Linked DNA regions of Rattus norvegicus: region 1 is linked to region 2. The links are chromatin contacts, called in public Hi-C maps. All regions are on one chromosome and are shown on one strand. The core of a region is the stretch at or near the end of the contact, and the rest is flanking DNA. Distances in the headings are between cores, read along the strand shown. Region 1 holds the start of Cdo1 (cysteine dioxygenase type 1). Region 2 holds the start of Fem1c (fem-1 homolog C).

What was found. Hi-C and Micro-C count contacts between places; a contact is called where the count stands out from the background.
Region 1: a Hi-C map of hepatocytes shows a contact between it and region 2, with 2.1 times the contacts expected there. The contact joins the promoter of Cdo1 here to the promoter of Fem1c in region 2. A contact is called at or near these places in 5 of 12 Hi-C or Micro-C datasets (frontal cortex, hepatocytes, kidney and 1 more).

What each region holds. Positions count from the first base shown.
Region 1 is chr18:41,632,465-41,635,164 of GRCr8, forward strand. Cdo1 (cysteine dioxygenase type 1) reads right to left here and starts at 1,255. Exons shown (of 5, transcript NM_052809.2): 1 at 897-1,255. The coding sequence starts at 1,066.
Region 2 is chr18:41,444,047-41,446,746 of GRCr8, forward strand. Fem1c (fem-1 homolog C) reads right to left here and starts at 1,254. Exons shown (of 3, transcript NM_001106932.1): 1 at 900-1,254; 2 at 1-150.

The sequences.
Region 1 (2,700 bases), core at 5-2,504, 190 kb after region 2:
TACTTCCCAAACACCCCCTTATTTGTCCTTAGTTTTTACTACTCACAAGTCCCAAAATACAGTTGACATGGTCCTTTCTGACAAAACTGCATTGTATATGTTACGTGTTAAGGAGAGACGATTTTCAAGGAAAAGCTCCATCTGTCATTTCAGCCAGTTTCCTCCTGCTAGTCTGCCTATCAAGCACAAGCACTGAGCTTGCTCTTTCTTCCACACACAACCTCTCGACCTCCAGGTGACTACATTTTCCTCTGGCCCCAGAGGGCTGACATTTATTCTTCATTCTGACTTAATCCCCAAGTCAAGGCTTCAAAGGTCCCAGTCTACCAAACAGCTCATTCAAGCAAGTCCAGATAGTAGCAGTCGGTCTTTAGTTTTCCCTTCCGGATTCCGGAAAACAAGGGCATGAGAGGGCCAAAGGCTTGGGGGCTGCAAAAGCCAGGGTGTGCCCATTTTGCAAAACCTGACAGCGGTTGAATCAACCCCATTGGGGCGGTGAAAGTGCCTTGGAAGAACTGGGTAGGAACAGCTGGCAAAACCCGAGCGCTGTTTTATATTAAAGCATTCCAGGGTTGATGGTGAAGGACTGACTTAGGGTTGTGTCTCTCACCACTACCCTTTTCTGAATGTTTGGTAGGTGATCTCCTGGAGAGTCCTCTGACCTTCTGCAGTATGTTCCAGGAGGCTGCCCCGCCGGAGCTCTAACGTGCCAGGTGGTGAAGGGGTCCCCTTAATGCAGTGCCAGCGGCGGCTGCCGAGGTAGGGTGTCTCTGTGTCAGGTGGGGGCCGCGGTGGCGGGGTTTCGCGAGAGACAGAGAGCTAAAAACCTGAGAGCTGTGAGGGAGTCGGATGGGGGCTTGTTTTCAACGGAGGGGACCTAGCCCGAGCACGCTCACCTGTATTGATCGAATTTGGCATACAAAGCCCACTCGGCAGGATTGCTCTCGTAGGCTTCCAGCACAGCCTGCACCTCCTCCACATTGACTTCGTCCCCGGCGAAGAGCTCATGCAAGATTCGGATGAGGTCGGCCAGGGTCCGGGGCTTCAGCAGCTCGGTCCGTTCCATCCCCGCAGGGCTGGGACGCGTCTCTTCAGTCCAGCTGCGGAGGACGCGAGCGCGGAGGACCCCGGCTTCAGGCTATACAAACCGCACACACCCGGGACCCCGAACGCCCGGGACCCCACACGCTCAAAGCTCTTGCAAGGGTATCAAGATTTAGGACTAGGAGGTCACCGGAGACCAGCCTAAACCCTCGACTGATCAGTCAAGACCAAATCTGAGGAATCCGCCCTCCCGGGCCCTTTTTAAGCTCTTGGAGCCATCTAGAACGTACCAACCGCCTTAAGGGGGTGGAGTGAGGCGGGGAGAGACCCGAGAAAGGGGCCAGAGGTGGAGAGAGCCAGAGGGAGGGCCCTGGCACAGCACTGTGTGTACGCGCCAACCCTCAGAAGCCCCACTGTTGCCCTTGCCTCATACTTGCGGTGAGCCTCGGGCAATTTCTCCCCCCTTCCTTAGCGGCGGATTTTGGACGCCCATCCCATTCCGACCCCACCTCCCCGGCTTGGCTTTCAATAGTCTGTGTGTTTTAGATCTCTGTGGGTGATGCTGAGGAAAAGGAGCCCATCTTCCAAATGCAGCTAAGATGCTTGGGAAAAATCAACAATGGGATCCATTCCCAGGCCAGAGTGACTGTTCTGTGACCCTAAATGGTCCACATATGTGCCCCAGGCTTGTAGAAAATTAATCTTTGAAAGTCACTTTGTAGCTCTGGCTGGCTGGCTGGCTGATAGTATAGACCAGGCAGGCCTTAAACTCAAGAGATCCGCCCGCTTCTGCCTTCCGAGGGTGTTTCTTTCTTCCTTTTTCTCTTCTTCTTCTTCAATTTAAATTGTACAGTAGTGTATTGAATTAATTTTAACAAAGAATACTTGAGTTTCTAGTAAGAACACATTCCAGGTGCTTTGCTTTTAAACACTGCTTGGTAAAATATATCCTCTGTAATGAGCTGAAGGTGCTAAGAGAGGTGAGAATAGGCATTTTGGTGCAGCTGGACTTGGGTGGTGTTAGTGTTTGCCACTGTGCAGTCATTTAGAAGATTCTAATTATATGACTTCAATTCAAGGAACATACACATAGAAAACAGTTCTATATCCTGGCACTTAGCATGCTCTGGAAACAGCACAGATTACGTATGGATGAAAAATAAAACCCTGACACAACTCAAAGTTCCTTCATCCCATTATAAATAATGATTTGGGTTATTAAAGGTGTAGACTTCTATACCCCCTGCCCCCATTACTTCAGACATATAACATGACATTTATTTGGGTTGCATGGTTTTACTTTGGAACACCTCTGCTTAATGTTATCATACCTTATATGTCATTAAGGAAAACCATGGCACTTGGGAGGAGGCCCAATGGCTGTTTGTGGACAGGCTGGGCCATGTCTCACAGCCCTAACAAGCTAACAACAGAACAAACAAACAAACAAAAAGAAAAACCAAAGCAAACAAAACACATACCAAACACCTTTGTGGAGTGTTCTGGAAGGTGGTTAGTAAAGTATCGGGGATCAAGTAAACATGTAGTTTTAATTTGTCACTCAAAACTTACTCTTGCCAATGTCTTTGAGCCCATTTTACTTGCTATTTGGACTATTAGTCTAAAATGTTATCTTTACATTCTACTCTCCATTTT
Region 2 (2,700 bases), core at 4-2,503:
TTCAAAGCAAAGCTCCAGCTTAACTCTCCACGCAGGCAAGTAACAGGAGCCAAAGTTCAATGTTAGTCACTGAGACCCAGAACGGATATAAAACCCAGAGAGTATGTTCTGTCCTATCGCATTCCAACATCGGAGAAGCAGAACACCAAACTAGAGAATTTAAGGAGGAAAAAAAAAAACAATAGTTTTAGGATTTTCCATACACGTAAAGGCAAAAACACGATTTGGGCTTCCCTATTTTCTAATCTTGTAGAGGGGGAGGGGGAAATACCGTACTAGGAACGATTCCCCCTCTTCCTCCAAAAGAGGTGCTCAAGAAAATACAAAAGGGTTCACGCGGAGACCATAATGTTTCGAAAGGAGGCAGTTCCTCCCAAAGTGCGGAAAATGAAACACTACAGGTAATTGGTTTCCTCGTGCTTGGCTCTAGCCAGCCCAGCTTTGTTCTGGTTTTGCCTTGCACACGCCCAGCGAGTAACCGAAAGGGGCAGGAGACGCGGCGGGTTCAGAAATGTTTCTTTCTTGCATCTGCAGAGCACTCGCCAAGGGCGCGAGGCTGGAAGGCCTCATTGTGGCCAGGATGGGTTTCGACAAGGAACAAAAAGGTCAGACGCACCAACTCTCGGCCTGCTCACGCTAAGACCTCGCCGGAAAGGCTTTCTTCCCTTCAAACTATGCGAGGCGCTCAGGAAATCCGGCCGCCTTCGAGCCTTTAACTTCCCCAGCCGCCCCGTGCTCCGCGGCCACAACCGCCCTCCGTCGCCTTCGCCTCCACCCCTTCCAGCCGCCCGCCTGCCCTGGGTCCCGCGGCCCACACGACCCCGCCGGCCGCCATCTGCCCGGACGCCCTCCTCCCGCCCAGGCCTCCCCACCGGGCCCCAGGCCACAGCCATCACTACCTGCCCCGGGGCTGGTCCTCCCGCCGTCGGTTGCTCCGGTTCCGGCCGCCCCTTCAAATATAAACCGTTGTCCCCGTCGCCCGGGATGCCCTACTCCGCCTGCAGCCGCACAGCTCCTCCATGCCCCGCGCCCCACAGGAATGAATCCGGCCGCGCTGCTCGCTCTGCCCCGCCCCGCGGAGCTGTCTGCACCCTCCCTCCCAGGCCGTTCGCGTTGCAGCAGCTGCCGCGGCGGATGGTGTAATGGGCTGCAGGCCCGGGGGCCGGACAAGCCAGTTCACTGCTTCACATTACTGACGCCGCAGCCGCGCCATTGGGTCGAGGGAGGGCGGCGGCTGCCGCCAGCAACCGCCTAGGGGCGGGGCAGGGCAGGGCGGCGGGGGTGGGGTGGCGGGGAGGGGGGCGGACCTTGCGCGCGCTCCAGAAAGATGCGCCTGCGTACTAAGGGGGAGGCGGGGCGCCGTAGGTAGAGGCGGGGGCCTGAGAGAGCGCCCTGGGAAATGCGCCTGCGTGCTACGGAAAGGGCGGAGTTCCTTGGGAGGGGGTGGAGCCTAAAAGGGCTACCCAAAAGACGCGCATGCGTGGTATCGAGGGGGCGGGCATCCTGAAAGTCTGGGGCGCCTAGAGAGCGCCAAGTAGAATGCGCCTGCGTGACGCGGAAGAGGCGGGCCATCCCACATGGAGAGGAAGGCGGGAGAGGAGAACGCTCCTGCGTGCTACGGGTAGGGGAGGGTCGCGTCTTCTACCTTCTAGGTGGGCTTCCTGACTGTGAAGTTGTGGGAATCTCGTGCACTCAGTCTTTTCTCGTTTCTCCTCAGCGCTCTCGGGTGACCTCGGGAGCGCCCAATCTTAACGATCCCTCACCAGAACAACCTCGCACTCATTCCTTCTATTATTCCATGGATGAGGTTAGACCGAGCTTGCCCTGACAGACACTCCAGACAAACAATTAAGAAAATGAAACTCGGGTTGGAGCTTGCCAAACGTTATTTTTTATTAACGGCCGCTGCAAGACATGAATACTATATAAGAAGACTGGTGAAAGTCAATTATGTCAATAAAAATTAGATTATTAAAAACTAAAAAAATGAAAGAAAGCTAAAAAGCCTGAGTGCAGGAAACAAAATAACAGTTGCACACAGGAGAAAATAAGCTTATAGAATTAATGAGGTTAAAATCTGGTGTCTATAGTATTAAACTAGGTTGAGAAGTGTCTTGTGAACCTCTTCAGCACTGTTTGGCCAGACCTTAAACCCACACAATTCCTTAGTACCACTGGGAAAGAGAAAATACCAGAGTAGGTAGACTGAACTTCATCATCAAGGTAAACTTCATCGCAAGAAACTAAGCAAAACTAAAAAATCTTTAAAAAATAGTCAACCTAGTTCTTTACATAGTCACCTATGTTACCCAGAAGATTATGTGTCTTTGCATGATCAATCATGATTTTCCTAGAAATGCACACTTTGCTTTTTTCCGTTGTCATATTCTAAACATTTCTCATGCTTTCACGCTTTTTTTTTTTTACCTTTTTGACATTTTTGATACATGTACATGAATGAAAATGAGGACATGACCACTCCTAGGGAATGGTTAGGGAGAGCACAGCCAGAGGCATCTGGAAGGTTCTATACTGAGCACAGCCACTAGAAAACAGGTTGGTGAGAGGGAGGGAGGGGAAGAGGAGAGAGGGAATAAGTAGACCAAGAGAGGAACTGAGGACCATAAGACCAAGTGGGAACCAAGAGAGTGAGAAGAACCCAGATAGCATGTAGCCAAATGACTGAGTTACAGAGGAATC